Regions from separate parts of the Gadus morhua genome. Here region 1 is linked to region 2. The links are chromatin contacts, called in public Hi-C maps. All regions are on one chromosome and are shown on one strand. Each heading gives the region's core, a stretch centred on a gene start, on an enhancer-like site or on the middle of the called end of the contact. The rest is flanking DNA. Distances are from core to core; before and after follow the strand shown.

Region 1 (6,177 bases), core at 2,512-5,011, 320 kb after region 2:
AAGGAAAAATAAGGGAACATATACTTCAAATGAGTATTTATTAATTTGTATTTTATTTTATGCCGGTTTGTAAAATACTTTTTTTTTTTTCTTGACAAGGTTTGACTTGATGTAAAAATATGAACAATTGTAATTTGTCACTATTCCTCTGCTATGATTTGATTGCTTCACAGTAGCCTAATCATTAACTGACCGAAACTAGTTTGGATTTGTGCAAGAAACAAAATCAATAAATCCAAGAGTTAAAGTCCAACGCTGCAAAAATGAAAACTTCTTATTTAGAAAGTGATGAGATTCAACTATTGAATCTCAAGTTAATCTCAAGTATTGTCAAGTTAAGTTACATAAAACATTTGAAAACTTAAAACAAAACAAAAAAGGTAACGCATTACTATAAAGAGTGATATGGGAGTACACATGACCATAATGATTGCCATGTTGATGATTATGATGTTCTTAATACCAGAAGAGATTCGCTCTCCTAACTTGTTCTCGTTATGCTTCACATCGCGGATCTCCCACTTACCAGGATTTGGGAGTAGGCTTGGTGTTCCGGGGTCCACTGCAAGTAAGGGCGACTTCTTTGAAGCTTATGGTGAACATTTTGTAGGATTGAAGCCACATTTGTGATCAGTCCTTGCAGGTCTGATGATGAAAATTCCTCCAACATCCCAAAGCTCTGAGGTAAAACTTGCTATGCTAAACCAAGGCCCGACGGCTATTTCTAAAAAATGTAATATCGTTGACCGCCACACAGAGCCGCTGTTTCGCCGTTTTCCTTGAACAGTCTCACGAATTAAATTTTGGAGGACTACGGAACCGGATATAAGCGGGAACCTGTCAGGTAACTTGTGAACAAAAGCGTTTTGAGGTTTTTTATTACACAGACGTTTCAGGACCTTTATAACCAGACAAACAAGTGCTTTAAAAAAAAAAAAATCCTCCCTTGTAAATTGGGAAAATCGTTTGATTGCCATTCATCTTGCCACCCACCCAACCCATTACAGCTTAATGCTGGACTGCAGTGTCACTATAAACTCACTGTATCTCCCTGTATCACATTGTATCTCTCACTGTATCTCCCTGTATCACACTATATCTCTCACTGTATCAAACTGTATCTCCCTGTATCACACTGTATCTCCTTGTATCACACTGTATCTCCCTGTATCACACTGCATCTCCCTGTATCACATTGTATCTCTCACTGTATCTCCCTGTATCACACTGTATCTCCCTGTATCTCTCACTGTATCACACTGTATCTCCCTGTATCACACTGCATCTCCCTGTATCACACTGCATCTCCCTGTATCACATTGTATCTCTCACTGTATCTCCCTGTATCACACTGTATCTCTCACTGTATCTCCCTGTATCACACTGTATCTCCCTGTATCTCCCTGTATCTCACTGTATCTCCCTGTATCACACTGTATCTCCCTGTATCTCTCACTGTATCTCCCTGTATCTTTCACTGTATCTCCCTGTATCACACTGTATCTCCCTGTATCACCCTGTATCTCACTGTATCAAACTGTATCTCACTGTATCTCACTGTATCTCCCTGTATCTCACTGTATCTCACTGTATCTCCCTGTATCTCACTGTATCTCCCTGTATCTCACTGTATCTCACTGTATCTCCCTGTATCTCCCTGTATCTCACTGTATCTCCCTGTATTTCACTCTAAACAATAGATATGGAGATCTTCCCAGAGCCGTTAAACAGACGTAAAGAGGTTCAACATACACATGATAGGAGAGTAATATTACTTTCAATGCATGTTTAACTAAACAGTTCAATCCATGCATGATAGATCAAGCAGTACTTTAAAAGCATGGACGTGGCTAGCGGAGTTTACGGCTAGTCACGTTAGCCTTCGCATGTAGAAACCCACGGTCATAAGGAAAGTATTAAGAAACTTTCTGTAAAACATGCAAACTGCAGTACGATCGTAACAGTGTATGGAAAATAATAGAACACATGTGATGAATCGATTTCGGGCCATTTTATATCGATTCTGAATCGTAGTAAATGAGAATTGCGATTCTTATATGAATCGATTTTTTGGCACACCCCTAGTTTATACACTAGTGCTGATTCTCTTTTTACTAGACCTGGATAAACCACAGATCTAGGGAGGATTATCAAGCGGATCCCGGTGGAAAGTCGCTGTAATATGAAGGCCTCCGATGGCGTGGTGGTGGAGGTGGAGGCCGCCCTGTTGGACCGACCTCCATACACCTATGACCATGTTCCAGTTTGCAATCAACAGCCGGCCCGGCCGCAGGATGACCGTGAAGGAGATCTACACCTGGATCGAGGACCGCTTCCCCTTCTTCCAGCAGCAGACCAAGCCCTCCTGGAAGAGCTCCATCCACCACAACCTGTCCACGCACGACATGTACACACGCGACACCTGTGTCTTACTGGACCATCCGACCCGAGGCCAACCGTCACCTGATCCTGGATCAGGTGTAAAAGCCCGGCGACAAGGGAATGAAAAGTCGCTAAATATAGCGACAAAATCGCTAAATTGGCAACACTGTAGGGAAGCAGCACAGGACTAAACGCAGCAGATCTGCAGTACACCATATGGCCAAGGGTGGCTCCCATTCACACTTATTAAACAAGGCAGTTTTATTTTGGCGAAAATCATATATAATAATACACTACATTTTTAACTCTGTTACACATGGCCAATGCCATTTAGATTAGTATATGCATATTTATATATTTTGTTGCATATTGTTTTTTATTTTAATTGAATTTATATATAATAGCTGTTAACTGAAAACGTAATGATGAATGGCGATAAATTGAATAGTCCAGTCATAATTCATGCGTAGCGTATTTCTTATAGTCAAAGAATGAGACGAGCGCCTGATTCTACGGTTATCTTCTATAGTCGGCCTACGACTATCCAACAATGTACAATGATTGCAATTTGGCAAAAAAAATTGGTTAGGTCAAAACCCTTTTTCTTTTATTTTTTCATGAACTATTTAATATCTCATCTATTTTGTCTTCTATTTATCAATGCGCAGTTACGCTTGGGAACATTTTCCAAACGGGTACTTTTTTCCTCTAATGATACCCAGTCAAAGAAATATAACAATCCGATTTATTGCCAAATTACATATAATTGTTTTAAATTAACTTTAGAATCAAGTGTGGATCTCTACAATTGATTTGGGTTGTAGTTAACGAGTAAAGTCTTTGTTTTGTATTCTTGGACACCCCTACAAATGGGACCGTCCGACTCGATGATGTCACCAACACCCGGCAGCCATTTTGTTAGCTGGTCGGAAGCTAAAAAGATTAGCTGGGACGTGACACACAAAGTGTTGCCATTGATTCTCATTTTTAAGTCAAGCAACAGGGCATTTGTCGAACGCTCTCTCTGCATTCGACGTACGACTCTACACCACCTCATTGCCGGTTCGAGTGAGCAACCCTCCGCGTTTTGAGAAAACGTAAACTGCGATACCTGGGTAACCCATTCATTTCTCTCGTTTGTTAGCCTAGCCTAGCTTAGCCTAACCGACCAGCCGCTCATAAAGAAGACCTCCGCTTCATGGCCGCCGGCGATCCAGTTCTTCAAAGCGGTGAGCACTAAAATAACAACCTCACAGTCGTCCCTTGGAGGCTTCCTCCCCTCACTCGTCCGTTTTGTGCGCTAGTTTAGCAGTTCGTTCGGTCGCGTTGAGACCCCGCGGTTAGTTCAGCCTCCGTACGCCTCGTGGAATCACCCAGACGTCAGACGGTTCGTTTTGAGTTCGACTGCTACGAGCCTAAACAGCCCGGAAACATGTCCGAGTTATACATCCGAGTGGCCGAGGACGAGAGCGAGGAGCCCATGGAAATCCCGTCGGAGGACGACGGCACCGTGCTGCTGTCCACGGTGGCGGCCCAGTTCCCTGGGGCCTGCGGCCTGCGCTACAGGAACCCCGAGTCGCAGTGCATGCGGGGGGTCCGCCTGGTGGAGGGGGTCCTGCACGCCCCGGAGAGCGACTGGGGGAACCTGGTCTACGTCGTCAACTACCCCAAAGGTAGGCCTCACAACATAACGATTACTTCAACTCGTATGAGTGTAGTACTACTGCACTAGGCTCTCATGGGGTGGTGTGGAACTGCGTGTAGATCAATGGTATTCTCTCACACTGCTTCTGCTCTCATTCATCAGACAACAAAAGGAAGATGGAAGAAATGGACGCCGCCTCCGCTGTTAAAATCAAGAGGGGCTCCCAGAAGACGTCGGATCTTATTGTGCTGGGGCTGCCGTGGAAGACGTCAGAGCAGGACCTGAAGGACTACTTTGCCACCTTCGGGGAGGTCATCATGGTGCAGGTAATGTGGTCTAGTAACCGTCTGCACTCTGTCCACAGCTCAAAGGCCGCTGGGTACTGAGGCCTTTTGTCTCCTGTCTTTAGGTCAAGAGGGACGCCAAGACCGGTAACTCCAAGGGCTTTGGGTTCGTCCGGTTCACAGAGTACGAGACTCAGACCAAAGTGGTTTCTCAGAGACACATGATCGACGGGAGATGGTGTGACTGCAAGCTTCCCAACTCTAAGGTAAGGTACTAACCTGGGGTTACTCCAACCTGGAGAACCACTGAACGGCCGCTGTTAAAGCACTGACCTGTCTGCTGCCCACAGGCTGGTCCTGACGAGCCCATGCGGAGCCGTAAGATCTTTGTGGGGCGCTGCACAGAAGACATGACCACTGACGAGCTCCGGCAGTTCTTCATGCAGTACGGCGAGGTCACCGACGTCTTCATCCCCAAACCCTTCAGAGCCTTCTCCTTCGTCACCTTCGCCGATGACCAGGTACGGGGGAGGGGCCTCTATTACCCTGCGTGTGTGCGTTAGTGTGCGTGCGTGTGTGTCTGATCACTGCTCTTTGTCGACGTCCCGCCCTTGTCCCCAGGTGGCCCAGGCCCTGTGTGGAGAGGACCTGATCATCAAGGGCGTCAGCGTGCACATCTCCAACGCCGAGCCTAAACACAATAATAGTAGGCAAATGATGGAGCGTGGGCGGTTCGGGGCTGGTGGGTTTGGCCAGGGCTACGGCGCAGGGCGCGGCGGCATGGGGGGCAATAGCAGCGGGGTTAACTTCGGCGCCATGGGGCTTAACCCGGCCATGGTGGCGGCGGCGCAGGCAGCGCTGCAGAGCAGCTGGGGGATGATGGGCATGCTGGCTAACCAGCAGGGGCAGACCACGGCGGCGGGCACGGCCACCACGGCCCGAGACCCCACCTATAGCTCCACCAGCACTAGCTACAGTAGCCCCACCTCGGCCAGCCTGGGCTGGGCCGCGGGCACTAACTCCGCCTCCAGCAGCGGCTTCAGCTCCGGCTTCGGCGCCATGGAGTCGAAGTCCTCTAGTTGGGGAATGTAGGCTGTAGTCTGTCTGTGAGTTAGGCCAATCTGGTAAGTATGCATATGGTGGCAGAAAAAAACAAGCTAGTCCTCTTATATCCCCTGCTATTTAAAAAAGAAAAGAAAAAAAAGATATATTGCCTTTTCATTTTGTTGAACGAAACATTTATACTCCAGTGATAATTCTTGTAGCCAGCTGTTGAATGGTTGACGTGTTTAGTTGGTGAGTGGAGACTGCTACACTACCTTTTTTGTTTTTCAGAGTTTTCTTTTAAGATGTGACTGTGCATGCAAGGTATATATTTATATATAAATACATATATACTATACAAGGTATATATTTCTGAAACATGCACGAGAATTATGAGAGCCCCATCCCTCTCTTATCCACGTTGAATGGCTACATGGGCTAGGTTTGCGTTTGTTGTGTGCGGTTGACTGTGTATCTACCCTTTTGTGTGATGTGATTGGACACCCCTTGATGACCGTCTCTTCTACAGCCGTGCAGCAACTCTTTTCCAATTTCCCGGGAGGAAGCGCCTCATGGGCGGCCATGTTTGACCGGTCTCAGTATCAGTTCCCCTCCTCCCATGTGTAAATGCTTTGCCATCAAAGAACACGGCTTCACTCTGCATATACTGTGTTAGACGGTGGGTGTTTCGTCTTTTTCCTCCTCTCCCCTTCATTTTTAAATTGGATAGATGCATAGAAAAAGTGAAATTCTTGTGGCATTGGTGTTTTATTTGTTTTTGGAGATCGATGAGTATGGTATTGATGGTGGACGTGTGAGAGA
Region 2 (6,151 bases), core at 3,339-5,838:
AAAAAAAAAATGATAATGCAAATGATACACACTCCTCCAAAGTTAACGTTTGTCACATATAGAAAAGTAAAAAGATATTTGATGGGTAGTGGACAAGCGACATCCGTATGAGCATAGGTTTTTGTTTTTTAATATGGTCCATTCCCAACATAATATTTTATAAAGTAAGACATCCAAAATCACCAGGTCCCCAGTTCTCTCTAACAAATTCAAACATCGAGAAAAACACAACAAGGAACTGACCATCCGTCAGATGACATCAGAATGGTTATGGCCGTGGTTATGGTCTCGCATTAGAAGTGCTCTGCTCTGGTTCCAGCCTGGGATGATAGATGGACCACGGACTCTCTGTATGGGGATCTGAGAGTGTGTGTGTGTGTGTGTGTGTGTACTTTCCTTTTCACATCATTATCGGACTTCTTAGATCAACCCTCCAGGAACATATTGATTATTTTGGTTACAATGACTCATTATTCTGTGTGTGTGAGAGACTAGTTTTGTTTGGCACTTGTAGTCTATTTCTATAGTGCTTTTTACTCCAAACATAGTAATGCCGTAGTACATGCATTGCCCTTGTATTAACCTCAGCCTTGGTAGGACCATTATCCATAAAACAAGACGCTCATTTGAGGGGGAGGAAATGGTTTTCCTCGTTATTATAAAGCATTCTACTCGAGCTCAACCTTTCCACAACATCATATCAAAATGATTCCAGTGCACCTGAATTCACCTGCCTTTTAAACTCTTGTTCGTTACAGCAGCAATCCAAGACGGAGATCAAACACATCAGTCAAAGAGTCAAGTCTGCCATGTCTAGGAAGATGATTTTGGATTTATTTTAGTGTTAGGGCTATTCTGTTCGCTCCGGGGACATAATAAGCATTGCGTCACAGTGTAACATGAGACTGCGTCGCGAGTGACGTTCGACCAAATGTTGTTTCACCCACTCCCCGGGAAGATGAAGCTATTCAGCACGTTCACAAACCAGCACCCACCCCTGTTGGTTCCAACACACACACACCCCTGTAGGACAGGCTTCCCAACGCCAATACTCATCCCGTTCCACTAACCCTCGGGTCGGGGGAGGTAAAAGGCATTCCCGGCCTTCGGCCCGGTCAGCGCCTCAGCCCCCAGCTCACAGTTCTCAGCCCTGCGTGTCCGGGCTGCCCGCGGCGGGGTCGGGCTCCACCCGCTGCTGGGGCTCCGGGTCCGGCCGGCGGGCGGCCTCCGGCGGCTGGCCCAGGCTGCTGAGGTAGCCCAGGGCCTGGACGCGCTGCAGGCGGGCGGCCATCTCCGCCCGGCACGCCTCCAGCAGGGCGGCGGTGCGGGGGCCGTCCCAGCCCAGCATCTCCTCCAGGGCCGGGACCCCCGTCGTCAGCACCACCTGGGGGAGGGGGGGGGGGCAGGGGGTTAGAGGCAGGGGGGGTTAGAGGCTGGGGGGGCAGGGGGTTAGAGGCTTGGGGGGGGGGGCGGGGGGGGGGGGTAAGTGGATGACCCTGAGGGGGGGGGGGGGTTATAGGCTGGAGAGCATTTCCGCTGCAGAGGGGTTTTCTCGCTAAGGGAGACACAAATGAGTCTAATTAGTTTGGGGGAGTTTCACTATTATTATTGCCATTATTTCTTTTTTGTTTCTGGAGTGGATTGTGCAGTTTCAATGCAAATCGACTTCTAAGGGCTGGGGGGGGGGGGGGTTGCTGCTGTTGCTATTCCACGCATCATTACATTTCGATCAGCAATTAAAGGCTCTCTATACACGCAAACGGTTTTGCATATATCCCTGCGTGGCAAATTGTCATTGGTCTTGGCCGGCCTCCAGTGTGCTGGTCTGAGCGGTGTACCTGCAGCTCCTCCGTGGAGAGCCGGGTCTCCGGGCTGGTCTTGCCCTTGAGCACCATCAGGGTCCTGGTCATGAACCCGGACGCAGAGTCCACCTCCATCCCGTCTCCCTGGTCCATGCCCCCCGCCCCTGGAGCGAACGTGTCCCCGGCCCCTGGAGCAGAACAACAACACGGTCATTTTGGGTTCTTGTTCTGAAAGTACCGAGGGCAGCAGATGGTAAATGACTGCAGAACTTTTGTGTGTGGGTTGTTATTTTGAAGCAGATACAATGTCGCCACCTAGTGGCCCCCACCGATAAGCCAAACCATTTCAAAATAATACATATTTATTAACGTTTTTATAAGAAAAAATAATACATTATTCGAAACATGAAAAGAACGAAGTAATACGTTTAGAAGGACAGTGTATATGCTCTGTTTGTTGGAGGATTTAGATTGTTCAAACAAATGACGCATCATCTCCTCCAGTGAACACGCAGCACGGTTGCGTGCTGACTCGTCCTCCGGTCATTGGCCCCCGCCGTACCTTCCAGGCCGGACTGCGCCTCCTGGCTGTCCTGCTTCTCCACGGCCTTGACGTACAGCTGCAGCAGCTCCTTGGCCTGCCTCACCTCTTCCCTGTGGTCCAGGGCCCCCTGAAGGGTCTTCTGGAGGTTCTGGACCTTGCTCTCCGGGAAGTTCAACGCGGAAGTCAGCTGCGCGCAAGGAATGTCCACCAAGGTCTGGGAAGAGCAATGTGGTTTTTAGAGCAAGCGGTTCTAAAGTCACACGAGGAGAACGACACAGTGGTAGAACGACACACTAATTACTAGAACGACACAGTGGTAGAACGACACACTAATTAGTAGAACGACACAGTGGTAGAACGAAACAGTGGTAGAACGAAACAGTGGTAGAACGACACACTAATTAGTAGAACGACACAGTGGTAGAACGACACACTAGTAGAATGACACGCTCGCGATGTTCAGATATAAGAGCTCTGCTTCATACGCGGGTTGTGAAAATATTCCCGCCTGCAACATCGATATTCCAAAGGCCTCGCTCCATTGGATCAGTAGCTGGAGGTTACCTGGAGGTCCGTCTCTGACATGGTAATGATGCTGGACATGTTCTGCTTCAGCTGCTGGGCCAGAAGCCACCAGGGCTCCACTTGGCTGATGGAGCCGTCCACGGCGTCAACCTCCAGCAGCATGGAGTCTCTGTTCATCCAGGACGTGCCTCCGTCGACTGCAACAGGGACAGCGTGAGTTGGGCAGAGAAGTGGCGGTAAAGAAGAAGAACTAGAAGAACTTCTGTCTACAGGACCAACAGTACAATACAGATTTAAAGAGGGAGGGTTACTTCTGCGGACAGGGCACCACATCTGCTGCGGGCCAAGGAGCATGAACTTTGTGTTTGAGGGCAAGCACAGGAAGTAGATCTCATCTTCCACGATGGTCCCGTCCTCTTCCAGAACCACTTTGACGGGAGCGTCCGGACCGATGGGAAGAGACTCGCCACCTGGGCAGGAAACGGAAAACACATTTCCTCCATTGAGCTCGTCAGCAAGCAGTGGTACAAGCCAGATAAACCATTATACATATAATGAGAAATTATTATAAAACCATTGATAAAGAGGATACATGGCTTGAATGCTAGTTGCCTGGATGGCTCAAATGTCCAAAAGAACAGGATATTGAGTAGTAGGTTGCTTTGTGTTACATAGAATATTACTTGACAAATATGAATTGAATATATTTTTGCATATATTATATATATCACATCCTCCTCCTAGCAACCACCATGAGAGGAGGGTAACCTGGAGGGGGCCAGGGCCACGCCTGGTGACTCGCGCTCCAGGAATGAACAAGACGATCTTCAGTCTTGCATTTTTTTTGCAAGTCTGAACGCGTAGGAGGCCTGGTACTTTAAGTACAATTTTAGCATAGATCCAGCTAGTGGCAACCAATGGACATCTCCATTAGTAGGAAAATCAAGACGTTAATTTGTCACCAATCGAATCTGTACTTTACAGAACGATACAGAAACCGAAACTAGTATCAATGCTACTTGACTTCATGATTCGCTCAATGTATTAACATGTATTTCATCTATAACGCTTAATATAGGTATTATAACCCATATGAAGTGTCAACCCCAATCCAATCTAGTAATACAACATAAAATTATACATAACTTATAACAATGACATGCTGATGCGGAGATGCATGTGAAAGAACACCTTCCTATTTTGACTTACCTTTAATCTTGAGTTGTTCTAAAGAAGTTACCACTACTCCGATTGAATGTTGTCGTTTAAAATCGCATACTTTACAGGGTCTCATGTCGCCCATTGTCCTTTATCTGTGGTTGACAAGTATAAAGTATAATTACGGGAAAATAAAAGCAGCGACCATAGACATAAAACTACTTCACATTTCAAACGCGGAACCGCTTTGGAGAAGGAAGGTTCACGGGAACTGTAGTTTAAATTGCAATTGTAGTTTTCCTTGTCTATGATCGTGAAACGTAATCACAAAAATAATAAACACCATACAGAATATCCGTTTTCTACATATAGATTCTTTTTTTGTACTTAACGTATATTTATTTATTTGACTTAAAATAACAACTGTTTGTACCGCCGCTCTGACAGCTCGCTGATCTGTTGTCCTGGGTCAGAAAAAGCAATCGATTGCGACGTCATCGAACGACTCAAGCAAAGAGAAGGAAGATGGCCTCCACTGATCAACTTGATCCACTGGCTCAGGTATTTCAAACAAACTCTGCAACCAAACACATCTCCAGAAACCGAGAAATGCTCTGACAATAGTCCGATGAGGTGTATCGATTGATTGTTTAGATAATCGAGTGTATTGCTGGACTAGCGGGATAAAGGTCAGCCATGTAGCAGAGGAAAGCTAGCCATGCTCACGTTAAAAAGTTACACTCTGGTGTGTTGTTGACAACTGGACATCTGGGGTCAGTCCTCTGTTTAATGATTTCTACAGCCCTGTGGTGTGAACGCATGGGGCATGTTCACTTGGGTACAAGAGGTCATAGTTTACATTGAATGCATTTTTGCGCTAAAAACGTTGGGTTCTTTTATTGTTGCAGTGAAGTGTCTTTATTTGAAGAAGGCCATTATGTCAGCCAGCCTCGGGGAGACCCTCTGGGGCTGAATGCAAACACTGGCTACTCAAATGTATGCTTTGCCTAACAGCTTTATGTATTGTTTTGGGTGTGTGTTGTTACTTACTAACTCACTAACTCCTGGTTCAGATAATTCTGAATAAGACTTCATGATTATTAAATGATAGTATAATCCATGTTATAACCAGGGTTCCAACTTTTCATATTAACAACCAGTGGACACAGTATTTTTTAATCAAAATAGGTTTGCTACAAAGCATAACAGCAAGTCAACAGACTGTAGTTTACACTGGAGTAACATTCATATAGCATGTGTCAACTTTACCTTCTGCTTATTATCTCAGTATTTAAACATGATATGCATTTATTACAGTGCATGTATAATTATGGGCATTGGTCCTTAGTCACTGGTACACTTTGACTTTTTAAAGCCAAACCATGTAATTATTCTAAAGAAAAAAGTGTGTCTACATGTCCACATTACTCACTAGTTGTATGCTTCTCTAGTTAAACAGATCAATCACGCAGAAAATAATTGAGCCGAATTGTTTTCAATTAATTTATTAAGAATTATAAATTATAATCTGTCTTTCGTAGTCATCCGTTGGCAATGACTGCTATGAATGCTTTTACCATTAAATATGCAATACCCTCATGTTTCCAATAGATGGCACTCTTATACAGTTGTTGGGTTGTCTTTTCAGTCTGGCCTTCCCCCTGGTGACGAAAGGCCTGCTTTTCCAAGAGAAGCTTTGGTAAGAAGCACGCAAACATATTTTATCCAAGCATCTAAATCAACACCTGCTTCTACTTATAAACGTGTTCTAACCTGTTTGTTAAATATAGACATTATTTGATGTAACTTGAGTTTAAACTCATTAAGACACGACGGATGTGGAATCATCTCGATGATGGCGGTGACATTAAGCTTTGACCTTAATTACTGTTACTTTTGCATTTCATCTGACAAGTTGAAACTGTATTGTTTGATCAATCCATCCCCCTGGACGATCAAGTGGGCAGAACCTTCCAATTATCAGCCAATCATTTGAACCCCCTACCGTCGCTATCTAAACCGCTTTAATCCAGAACTAGGAGGTCCTTATTATCTGGAGGATAATTATCTTCTAGAGGATAAAGGGCACACAGAAGGGCCTTTGGTTTCTTGGTTGAAGAAA

Evidence for each region. Hi-C and Micro-C count contacts between places; a contact is called where the count stands out from the background.
Region 1: a contact with region 2 is called in a Hi-C map of blood, with 7 times the contacts expected there. The contact joins the promoter of tardbpa here to the promoter of dffa in region 2. A contact is called at or near these places in 2 of 6 Hi-C or Micro-C datasets (blood and gill).

Annotation. Positions count from the first base shown.
Region 1 is chr1:30,346,995-30,353,171 of gadMor3.0, forward strand. It overlaps tardbpa (TAR DNA binding protein a), which reads left to right and starts at 3,762. Exons shown (of 7, transcript XR_003977091.1): 1 at 3,762-4,055; 2 at 4,190-4,353; 3 at 4,437-4,577; 4 at 4,662-4,832; 5 at 4,933-5,017; 6 at 5,885-6,034.
Region 2 is chr1:30,027,813-30,033,963 of gadMor3.0, forward strand. It overlaps dffa (DNA fragmentation factor, alpha polypeptide), which reads right to left and starts at 4,589. Exons shown (of 6, transcript XM_030356086.1): 1 at 4,081-4,589; 2 at 3,183-3,341; 3 at 2,911-3,068; 4 at 2,365-2,560; 5 at 1,839-1,990; 6 at 1-1,384. The coding sequence starts at 4,174. The coding sequence ends at 1,145. LOC115543668 (a long non-coding RNA gene) reads left to right here and starts at 3,257. Exons shown (of 4, transcript XR_003976740.1): 1 at 3,257-3,395; 2 at 4,477-4,590; 3 at 5,678-5,728.